Regions from separate parts of the Mus musculus genome. Here regions 1, 2 and 3 are each linked to region 4. Evidence: chromatin contacts called from public ChIA-PET and promoter capture Hi-C data. All regions are on one chromosome and are shown on one strand. Each heading gives the region's core, a stretch centred on a gene start, on an enhancer-like site or on the middle of the called end of the contact. The rest is flanking DNA. Distances are from core to core; before and after follow the strand shown.

Region 1 (2,779 bases), core at 199-2,698, 180 kb before region 4:
GTTAGCCTAGTTTACATAATGAGTTCCAGGTGAGCCAGAGTCACAAAGAGAGACCCTGTCTCAAACAAAACAGAAGTCTACGTGTGACTGTAAGGCTCCTGTCTGGAAGTTTAGCTCTTGTCTTCTATTTTTTGAGATTCTTGAGACTAACTCGCTCTGGGCAGACTCTTGTCTACCCTTAGAAAGGATCTTGGAGGCTGCCTGTGCGCTCGGTATTAGTGTGGGTTTTGTTTTTAGATGGCTGGTCTCCTGCAGCCCAGACTATCCTCTCAAACTTGCTAAGAAAGCATTCCCGGAGGTGACCTGGACCTCCTAATCACCTGCCTATGCTCCACGAGTGCTGGGATGACAGGCCTGCAGTGCAATGCCTCCCTCTGTCTAGCCCTTCCAGACTCCTGGAAGCCAGGACTCCAAATGTGGCTGACATTATGTGTGAGCTCAGAGAGAACGCAGGCTTTGGCAAGACTCCTGTGCAAGCACAGCCACGGAGACAAGTCTGGGGAAACAGTTGAAATCAAGAGTATCGAGAAAAATTTGGCTGCTCTGGAGAACACAGGAGCGCTGGCTATATTTAAACTCGGAGTCACATGACTAGACTCTACTTGGGCAGGAGTAAAACGTGTTTTCTTTTAAATGATTAAACTGAGTTGAACTTTGCTCAAGGAAAAAATTCATTCTCTCTGACTTTTTTTCCCTTGGCTTGATGAATTTCAAGATGAGATTTGTTTTCATAAAGAGAAAACTTACGTCAGTAATCTCTAACCTAGACACATCTGTGCACCGTGTATCCCACTTCTGTGGGCATACATCTATTCCTGCGGTGATGAAAATAGTAAAATTTTATGCCTCCGTTGGAAGAATTTCACCCAAAATTCCACTTTCACATTGGGTTGGCCAGTACGGATGCGGTTATTGGCAAGCCAAAATCAGAGAAAACCAAACTTCGGGGTATTTAAATCACCCTGCCCTGGAAAGTGCTGGAAGGGAAGCAGGCAAAGAATTAGCCTATGGTAAGCCTCCAGAAATTGTCCCGTAAAAGCACAAATCTAGCCAAGCCAGGGTCGCCCCAGTCCTGTAGAAACCTCAGTGGTGACAGCTTTAGTAACCAGATCTATACCTGGAGAAAAGGAAGCCAGAGCCTGCGGTGAAGCGGCCAGAGGAACTCCAATCGGAGGTCAGAAAGATGGTGAAGAGGAAGGTCGTCTTTCGACCTCTAAATTCACCCTGTCCGGGCCGGGGGGTCGCAATCTTCCACAATCTAACCACCCCAAATTCTGCGCATCCTTCCCTCCCAGGAAGTCACACGCCCACTCCAGAGTCTTCTCCTCTACCCTCGAGTCCCTGTCCAGGGACACGCCCTTCAGTGTGCCCTGCCCAGGGCCTCTGGTACACGCCTCTCAACCTCTCACTCCGGCTGGCCACCCTGAAGCTCTCCCCTCCCTTGGACATTCTCTCTCTCTCACACTCACACACACATCTCCGGCTCTCCTTTTCTGTCTCCCTCCTCCTCTCACCTTGTCTCTGCTCTCTCAGACCTGTACCTGAAGCCCCAACGACCTCCTTTCCGACAGTGCTAGTCTCCAACCCCGACTCCTGATCTTCCCCTTCCCTGGCATCCGGCTCTGCTTCAAGCATTCTTCTGTCTTTCACCCCCCAGCTCTTTTCAGCCGGTGCCTTGCTCCCCTTGCTCCCAGCATGACTCCCACCCGTGCTCCATGGGCCTCCCCCAAACTTCTCCAAGATGATTCTTTCGCCCTGACTTCCCTTCCACCAGTCTATCCACTCTGCACCCTTTAAGGCTCCCTTCCATACAATACTAACCCTGTTGCACCTCCCTGCAGTGCCACCCTACCCCAAACTTCCCACACCCCCGCCGCACCCTGAGAGTCTCCCAGGGAGTCACTCCCACCCTCTCTTCATCCCGCTTACTCTCCTTCCCCCCCAGGATCACCTTCCCCATTTTCTCCCTGTCTCACGGCGCTCCCCCTGCCCCACCCCGTTCTTCATCTCCTCCAAGTCTTTCCCCATCCTCCCATTCTCCCCCTGAGGAGCGCCCCCTCTCCCCTAGCAGCCTCTACTTCCTCCAGCCTCCCAGATCATCCTTGCTTCTCTGTCTCTTCCATCCCCGCGCCCCCCGTGACTCCTCCTGCTACCCCCGTTTCTCATAGCTCCCATCCCCCGTGACTCTCCTCCCTCCCTATCTCTCCATCGCACCCTCCGCCGCTCACTCCTCCAGAATCCCCCTTGCTGTTCCCTCGCCCCATCTGGCCCGCCGCGCTCCCGCCCCAGTCCCGCCCGGCTCCCAGGCTGCGCGCTCCAGGCTGGGTGCGCGCCATGGGCAGCGGCAGCAGCCGGAGCGGCCGGATCCCGAGGCGGCGACGCAGCCCTGACAGGCGTCAGACAGGCCCGGGAGAGACAGCCTCGGAGGGCGGCACGGCTGACCAGGCCCGGACGGCCGCGGGGCAGGAGGAGAGCGGCCGCGACCCCCGACCCGCGACGCCCTCCGGTGGCCGGGAGGAGACCCTACGCCTGCTGGATCAGTTGCTGGCCGAGTCGGAGGCCTGGGGGCCCCAGGAGCTGACCCCACGAGGCCCCGCCCGGCTCGCACCCGCGGTGAGTATGGGGGCCAGGCCCTCCACCCATCCCTCTGCATCCCTAGTATCCTCCCACCCAGGCCTCCGTCCCTACTTGGCGCCTCTGTCCCCAGCTCACCCAGAGTGGCCCCCCACCCCCGCCCCAGTCCCTTATAGGGTTTTGTGTCCCTTCCTTATCCCCACTC
Region 2 (2,700 bases), core at 172-2,671, 150 kb before region 4:
TACCATGTCACCTTTACATGCAGGAGTGGGGAGGAAGGGACTGGAACCTAGCCTGTCCAAAAGAGAAACTTAAGCCTACAGACACATATTTCCATACATATTTTCTGAGCTTCAAAACTTCCTGTCTGTCCAGATTCCCCTTCACTGAACAGGCAAAGATATGACCATAGGGGCCAGACAACCTCCTGGAAGGGTATTTTGATTATGAGCCTTCAAGTGGAATCAATGTCCAGCCCCATACTAGGAAAGAATGCGAACGTAGGTTCCCTTGAGTCCATGTAATACTGTGTTCTCACCAGGAACCTGCTCCGCACCACTTCTCTGGCCCCCTACATTTCTATCAGGTTCTGTTGCTCCACACCCTACACCTTCTGACAGAGGTCCCTGCCATGACTTCACTCAGTCCCTGGGCCCAAGCCTGCAAAGTCCCATTTTACCACACCCCTTCTCACTTAGACTCCACCCTTCGCCCAGCTCTACCCTTACCAGCCCATTAAGCTTGGCTGACACACCTCTTCGAACCACACTCTTGCACACTCGCCTATCAAGACACACTATTGCCTTGCTCCTCATTCCGTCGTAACCCCATCCAGGCACTCTGGCCACACCCTCCTGAGATACCTTTACTTTGGCTCCACCCACAGCCCCTCCCACTGCACTCCTACCAGATGCTCTCACCACACTCCCTCCCTTCGGCTTAGCCTTTGCCCCGCCCCTAGATAAACTCTCACTATGCACTCTTACATCGGCCCCGCCCCACAGTCCTACCAGAGGTTCTCACCAAGCTCTCTAGCTTCGGTTCCGCCCTCTTACACTACTACCAGGTGCTTTCACCATGTCCTTCGCCTTGGTCCCATCTAGTTCCCCCAATATCTCCTCCAAGCACGCTTGCCCACGCCCTAGCTTTGGCCACGCCCCCATGCTGCGCCCCAGCTTTGACTCCGCCCCCAAGTTCCCGCCAGCCGCGCCCACATCCAACAGCGGTCCTCCTCTGGATTCGGGTGACGTCATGGCTGGAAATAGCCGCGCCGGGCGGGGCCGCAGCGGACCAGAGACAAAGCTGAAGGCAGGCTGCCGCGCTAACACACCCCCCTCCCCACCCTGACCCGGCCGAGCCTCCGGGTCCCTGTCCGGACCAGAGCAAATCCGCAGCCCCCACCGCAGCGAGAAGTCGCCATCCCTCCCGCGTCCCCCGTCTCGTCCCGCGCTCAGCCCCGTCACTTACCGCGCGCCCGTCGCCGGGGCCGGTGGAGCCCGGCGAGTGCATGGTGCCGTATGGCCTGCAGGCAGCAATGCTGCGAGGCAGGAGCCCTGCGTGCGGCGGAGGCTGCACGTGTGCGGCGGGCGGCGGTGTCCCGAGCGTCTGTTCCCGGCGCGCACCTCCGCCTTCCTTGCCGCGCGGCTCTGCCTCCGCGCGGCCCGGGAGGCGCGGGAGGGGCGGGGCGCCACGGAGGGAGCGGCCCTGGGCGGGGCGCGCGGGCAAACCAAAATACACCGCTCCCTGCTGGGGGCATGGCCTCTGCCGCCAGCCAATCAGCGCCAGGCCGGCAAGAAGCGGGCCAATGGGCGCCGCGGGGGGGCGCGTGATCGGAGCCTGGCTGCGGCGTGATCCGGCGGGGCGGGCGGCGGCACGTGTTTTGGTCCGGGCTAGAGGCGGGGCGTGAGGCCTGGAAAGTAGGGGAAAGGTCCCGGCGGCGGCGCGGCGGCAGTCGACCGCAGTAAGGTCCTCTTCTGCCGCAGGGGCTGCTCGCAGAGGTCGCGCGCTGGCCCCACGCCGTGGACGGATCTGGTAGGCGGGACCCACAGGGACGGCCTCACCCTGTCTCTAATTTCTTTTAAGCTGTCGTTGGCTCTTAGGACCGCATCTCTGCCCAGGAAGAGGCTTGAAAGCTGCTTGGGTTTAGGGACGACATCCGCTTTTTCCTGCATGGCGCCAGATCAAATGCTCTTCCTACTCTAATCTGCCTTCTGCTACAAAAGAACTACAGCCGTGTAGTCAGCCACTCGACATGTACCTAATGAAGCCTGCGCATCCTCCCCAGTGGCCATACAAAGGACACCCACTTGGGGTGTCCTCAGGCCTACGTGAGACCTGACCCAAATCCTGAGTATCCGTTTTTTCCCCTTGGGCCTTTAGGTGCGGTTATTCATGTACACTCATCACAAGTCTTGGAGAGCAGAGGTCAATGCATGCAGTATGTCGTGCCCACCTCCAACCTACAGTGCAGCAATAGGGCACCCCTCTACTAACCCCCTGATGCCTCACTGCAGAGCCTTGAAACTAGTGGAGGTCTGGGAGAATCATTGCTGATATGAGCAGACAGGAGCTGGACATTATGCTGCCTATTTTTATCAGACAGGTGAGCAGGCAGAGAGGCAGGCAGGCAGAGAGCCCTGTCCTTAAGCTGGTAAGGCCTAAGGGTTATAGTTGCAACCCTGATTCCTCAGTTTCACACTGGCTTGACAATGGAATTAAGTGAACCAAAGAAAGGGAGTTTGTTGAAAGTAACAGTAGGAGTGTTTAAAGGTGAATTCACATGTCTAACTACTGGGGCATTTAACACACATGGAGTTAGTCTTCTACTTGGGCCTGTTTAAATTGTTTTTGCTTCATTCCCACACTGAATTTCTGACTCCCCGTGTTCACCCTTACCTATAATGCCTCCGCCCCATCCAACGTCCCTACTGTCTCCTGTTCTC
Region 3 (2,700 bases), core at 133-2,632, 140 kb before region 4:
GTAGGTGTGTCACTGAGGGTATGGGCTGTAAGACCCTCGTCCTAGCTGCTTGGAAGCCATTATTCCACTAGCAGCCTTCAGATGAAGACGTAGAACTCTCAGTTCCTCCTGCACCATGCCTGTCTGGATGCTGCCATGTTCCCACTTTAATGATAATGGACTGAACCTCTGAACTGGTAAGCCAGCCCCAATTAAATGATGTCCTTATAAGAGTTGCCTTGGTCATGGTGTCTGTTCACAGCAATGAAGCCCTAACTTAAGACAGGCTGAGAGCAGCATGTGGGGCTTGGGGAGCCCCAGTTGGACTGCAGGTTGAGCTTCTTGCATGGTAAGAACAGCAGCTGACTGGCTGTTCTGAGGAAGACCTGCATTCCTGAGTCTTTCAAGACCCCACCCTCACAGTCCCCCATTCCCACAGTCTCTGCTCCTGAAGTCACAGCATAGGGACCAGGGCTTCACCTCACGAGTGGCACAGACGCCAGGTCCTTGTGTTCCCCTGGGACAGACCACAGGTGCCAGGTGTTTTCTACTTGCAAAAAACACACAGGCACATGCAAACATAGGCTCACATACACACGCACATCTATTTATGTGGTTTTGTTCAGAATTTTCTTAATCATAGTCTTATGTGTATGAATCCTTCAGGCCACTCTGCATCCCCAGGGCTCTTGTCCAGGCCCAAGCTCATTGCTCCCTTGCTCTATAGACTCCCTACTCCTTAGAGACATTGTGAATCCTGTTTGCTCAAACGCTTCTCTAGCTAAGTTATTTTCAGAATCGAGATGGTATCTTCACTAATACTGCCCTTACAGGCTGCCAAAGTATCCATGGACTATTTTATTATTTTAATTTTTTGCTTAGCTGTACCTTTGTGCTGAAAATAGCTTGTGAGGAACCAGAGGGAGCCGCTTAGTGTTTTCGGCCTGATAAGAAGGAGCCAGCTGGTTGACATGGGTGGATGTGTCAGTCATTTGGGCACACAGGGACCTGTGGAGACCTTGACAGTGGTGGGAGACAGAGTCATACAGGAACCCTGCTACAGGAAATGGTACCACTCAGTTAACACTCTGGGTGGGTGGCTGGGTGGGTCCCCTCAGCTAGGTCTCAGGTTACCTTCCAGAGCATACTGCCTCCAGTCAGGCCCTAGAGCTCCGTTGGGACTTAACCACACTTTCCCATTTAGCTATGTCAAAGCACAGGTTGGAGGCCATTCAAGTTCCCCAGCTGCCTGGCTTCCTGGCTCTGGTTTACAAAGTACTGTCTTGGGAAGGAAGGGAGGGACCAGGGTATCTTGGCTGGTGCTTTCCCCTGGGTGGAGACAGGTGGGACTCTTGATTACATAGGACATCACTCTGAGGGCCTTGCTTCTTCCTGGGAAAACCCCTCCTAGCCTAATGGGTGGGCCTGGCCACTACTTCCCCCGGAAGAGGGACACACCCAGGGTGGTTACCCCAGCAACAGTGTGTTGGAAGAGGTGGCCTGCAGAGTCAGGCTCCTTTTCTAGAGTGGCAGAAATGGGGATAGAACAGCTCAGGTGGCTTCAGGCAGCTTCTCTACTTTCTAAAGAGTTTTGAGGGGACTCCAGACAGCCTAGTGGTCCTGACTAAACATGGCCTTGGTGTGAGCATTTATCCCTAAGATTTCCCCATTTGTGTATCGTCCCATTTAGACAGTGTGGAAGAGTTAAATGACCCTGATTCTGCAGATAGTGGCCAAGGTCCTCGGCTATTCATTTCAGTAATGTCCAGAAGGCCTGAGCGGGGCCTAGGGTCCCGCAGACTGACAGCTCTGGCTGCCTTCCCAGAGGGCACTGTCCAGGGTGGAGACAGAGTCTACAGTGATCTGACAGTGGGCTGAACAGGGAGAGGTGTCTGAGGCAGACGGGAGACCACTCCATACTACTGGTCCCTAGGGTTAGAACCCCATTTCCTAGCCAGGTCTGAGTTGAACATTACAGGAGGAAAAGAAGACAAAGGGGTGTGCTTGCATGTGAGGAGCCTTGGGGGAGTAGGAAGGAGCAGAGGGCCACGAGCAACCTGGGGGACACACCTGTGACCCCTATGAGTGGGAGGAAGAAGCTAGAGCAATGGTTCTAAACCTGTGGCTCTCGACCCCAAAGGGGTCACATTATCAGATGCTTATATTACAATTATGAAGTAGCAACAAAAATCATTTTATGGTTGGGGGAGGGGTTAACCACAACGTGAGGAACTGTATTAAAGGGTTGCAGCATCGGGAAGGCTGAGAACCACTGGGTTAGGGGATCAGGAGTTCAGGAAGTTTGAGGCTAGCCTGGGTTACATGAAACTCCATCTTAAAAAGACAGGAAGTGGGAATGAGGATCAGAAGTCCAGAGCATGAAAGACTTAAAGGAGGGGCCCCTCAACTGCCCAGCAGGTGAAGGTGGGGTCAAGGCCCATTTGTCACATTGTCTGTGTCACTTTGCAGCCAGTTCCTTTCTCTTCCAGTTCGTGGCTTTCCCACCCATTGATCTGCCTTTTGCCACTACAGAAGTTCCCAGGGACACAGACACACAGTCTACACACTCTCCTGTGTAGTTTTGGGTTTTGTTCAGCACACTGGCTTTTCAAAGCGGTTCCACCATGTTGCTTCTCAGTAGCAATGGCATCTCTGTGGCTCTGTCTCTCACCTTTCTGCCTCCTACAGTTCTGCCTCCTTATTACTGTCCTGGAGGGGAGA
Region 4 (2,700 bases), core at 131-2,630:
TGGGAGAGCTGAGGGAGAAAAGGATGACCCACCGTATGGATGATCAAAGCAAACAAAGATTGAAAACACTGTTGACTTTTTCTTTGGGGCACTGAGGCAGATGTGTCGAGTTTTGATTTATTCATCCAACCATATAAAGGGTATCAACTGTATGAGTACCAAACGTTTAACTGGGTGCTTAGGGGTTCTACTGGAAGCAAAAGGAGCATATGGTCCACTTATGGTCTATATGGATTATAATTTTAGGTTTATCAATGTATTATATAGACATTATTACATTTGTCATGGATACAGATAGTATCTACTGTCTACCTTGAGTCCCTCTATCATTATTCTGTCAGTGCACACACAGAGAACTGGTTCCTAATTCTTTGGTGTTTGACTTATGGGTCAGCTACTGAATACACCCATCATGTTCACAGTGCATGCAAAGTGCAGCAGCTTCCTAACCACTCTTACAGTGAGGTGTGGGCACGTGTGCTGGATAGTTTTGTGTCAGCTTGACACAAACTGAAGATATCTGAGATGAGGGAAGCTCAATTAAGAAAAATACCTCCATACCATCAGGTGGCAGGTAGGCCAGTAAGGCACTTTCTTAATCAGTGATTGATGAGGGAGGGTCCATCCCATTGTGGGTGGTGTCACCTCTGGGCTGGTAGCTCTAGGTTTTACAGAACCTGGTAAGCTGACCAAATCATGAGGAGTAAGCCAGTAAGCAGCACCCCTCCATGGCCTCTGCATCAGTTCCTGCCTCCAAGTTCCTGCCCTGTTCTTTAGATGATGAACAATCATATAGAAGTGTTAGCCCTTTTCTCCCCAGCTTGCTTTTTTGGTCATGGTGTTTCATCGCTGCAATAGAAACCCTAAGATAGCAAGCACATTAGAACGTCCTCGGCAAGAGTCTGGTGTCCGTACCCTAGACAGGCTGACAGGGATTACTTGGAGGCAACCCAAGTTCCAGGTCCTGCTCTTCCTCACGCGCAACCAGCATCAAAGGGAGCTTTGCTGGGTGGTCTCCTCCAAGGAGCCACGGGGGTGGCCAACCCACAAGCCCACAGTTTCATCCTCTTTCTGGCCCACGGCCCCTCTGAACAAACACTCCACCCAATCCCACCCGCAACCTCCCAGAGCGGACAAGCAGCCAGGTTCCGGGGCCCAAGTGGCCACCGCCCCTTCGCTCCGCCCCCTATGCGGGTCACCGCCCCGAGCCGACGCCTGCCCTGGGCGCTGCTCCTCCTCCTCCTGGCTATCCCTGGCCCATTGAGTTAGGGAACGCGAGTGGGAGCTGCACGCGTTCCTCTAGGTCCTTACCACCTCCTCCACATCCATCGAGGCTCCGCTGCAGACACCGTTACCCAAACAGCAAGCGCCGCTTCCGGGAGAGACGGGGAGAGCGCTCCGGTCGGAAACACAGCCTCTGCCTTTGCGTTCCAGGAGTCTTCTGTGCTGCCCTTGTGGGACTCAAGACCCAGGTTTCTGGCAGGCAGTACAGGACCAGGACCAGGCCCCAGTGACAGAGCTCAGACCTACGAGGATTTTCTGTGGTTTTGTTTTTGTGGCTCTGGCTTTCCCGGAACTCAGCTCAGGAGACTACACTGGCCTTGAACCCCACCTGCCTCTGCTTCCTGAGAGCTGGGATTAAAGGCGTGTGCCATGACTTCCGGCTTCTGGGTTTTACAAAATGTGTTCTCAGTGTTTGAACACAGGTTGTTGAACTAGAACTGGTTGTCTATTTGAAATTTTTTTTAACTTCCCAGATCCTAGGAACCAAACCCTCCTAGTGCATGCTCGCCAAGAACTCCACACCACTGAACATCCCCAGACCAAGATTTCTAGTCATAACTCTATTTCTTTCTTGTACCTTCACCTCCTCCTGTGTAAAAAATATATGTTTGCCTATGAATATAATTATGTCTCGTTTAATAAATTCTTAATACATTTATCTCTTGTTCCCTCGTTGAACACACTAATCCCCTGCTTCATTCCATAAACTAAAGTTGTTTTAGATTTTCCTGTGAACAAAATAAGTCTCCACCTTTGTGAACATTTATATCTGTTTATTTAATTGTTTTTGCTTATTTGTTTCCAGACAGGGTTTGTCTGAGTAGTCCTGTCTGTGTTGGAACTCACTTTGTAGATCAGGCTGGCCTTGAAGTCAGAGACATGTGTTTGCCTTTGCCTCCTGAGTGCTGGGATTAAAGGCCTGTGCCACCAGAGCCTGACATTTGTTTTAGATACTAAAAATTCTTTCCAGGGGCAGTAGAGAAGAGCTGAGATGGATTTCAGATGATAAGGTCCCCAGCAGGGTAGGCTGGGATATGTCAAGGATCCTGCAGCACTCTGGAGAACAAAGGAAACTCTTGATATTATAGATGTTAGAGGGAAAGGATCTCCAAGCCCAGAGGAGAGGGGGTCTCTGCAATTTGCAAATTAATGAAGGTACTAAAAATAAAGGGTCATAATTTAGAAAGCTAAACCTATTTTGCCTCCTCCCACCTTGGGACTACTACGTGCTAGGAGTTTAGTAGTTTACAGAGGTACTAAATAAAGTGAGGCTAATTGACTTTAATATCAATACTATGGTAGGAAGAGACAAAAATAAGAAAATCATGGGTTTGGAGAGATGGTTCAGCAGCTAAGAGAGCACTGGCATCTCTTGTAAGATTTCAGTTTGATTCCCAGCACCCACATGGCAGCTCA

What was found. ChIA-PET counts read pairs in DNA pulled down with a chosen protein or histone mark. Capture Hi-C pulls out chosen DNA fragments and counts their contacts.
Region 1: a contact with region 4 is called in a promoter capture Hi-C map of liver. The contact joins the promoter of Cys1 here to the promoter of Taf1b in region 4. A contact is called at or near these places in 21 of 39 promoter capture datasets (the 3T3-L1 cell line, 3T3-L1-derived adipocytes, the C10 cell line and 14 more), 16 of 484 Hi-C or Micro-C datasets (the 63-12 cell line, CD8 T cells, the G1E-ER4 cell line and 7 more), 1 of 115 datasets of contacts at active chromatin or transcription factors (stem cell-derived neural progenitor cells) and 3 of 9 other capture datasets (adipose tissue, liver and pancreatic islet).
Region 2: a promoter capture Hi-C map of adipose tissue shows a contact between it and region 4. The contact joins the promoter of Klf11 here to the promoter of Taf1b in region 4. A contact is called at or near these places in 9 of 39 promoter capture datasets (the 3T3-L1 cell line, the C10 cell line, the HPC-7 cell line and 6 more), 6 of 484 Hi-C or Micro-C datasets (B cells, CD4 T cells, LSK cells and 3 more), 3 of 115 datasets of contacts at active chromatin or transcription factors (bone marrow-derived macrophages, embryonic stem cells and memory CD8 T cells) and 2 of 9 other capture datasets (adipose tissue and liver).
Region 3: a contact with region 4 is called in an RNA polymerase II ChIA-PET map of memory CD8 T cells, with 13 read pairs. The contact joins the enhancer-like site here to the promoter of Taf1b in region 4. A contact is called at or near these places in 9 of 39 promoter capture datasets (the 3T3-L1 cell line, the C10 cell line, the HPC-7 cell line and 6 more), 1 of 115 datasets of contacts at active chromatin or transcription factors (memory CD8 T cells) and 3 of 9 other capture datasets (adipose tissue, embryonic stem cells and liver).

Annotation. Positions count from the first base shown.
Region 1 is chr12:24,680,464-24,683,242 of GRCm38.p6, reverse strand. Cys1 (cystin 1) reads left to right here and starts at 1,448. Exons shown (of 5, transcript NM_001004455.2): 1 at 1,448-2,613. The coding sequence starts at 2,335. All of the region lies in intron 1 of Gm36129 (a long non-coding RNA gene), which reads right to left.
Region 2 is chr12:24,650,092-24,652,791 of GRCm38.p6, reverse strand. Klf11 (Kruppel-like factor 11) reads right to left here and starts at 1,421. Exons shown (of 4, transcript NM_178357.3): 1 at 1,226-1,421. The coding sequence starts at 1,267.
Region 3 is chr12:24,632,668-24,635,367 of GRCm38.p6, reverse strand. No RefSeq gene overlaps it. Among named protein-coding and RNA genes, the nearest start is that of Klf11, 17 kb to the left of the region's middle. Within about 2 kb of position 1,382, at least 55 of the 459 cell types and tissues checked have an H3K27ac peak or open chromatin away from gene starts, as enhancers often do. A contact at or near this core is called in adipose tissue and memory CD8 T cells, where this site is marked.
Region 4 is chr12:24,497,261-24,499,960 of GRCm38.p6, reverse strand. Taf1b (TATA-box binding protein associated factor, RNA polymerase I, B) reads right to left here and starts at 1,380. Exons shown (of 15, transcript NM_020614.2): 1 at 1,312-1,380. The coding sequence starts at 1,329.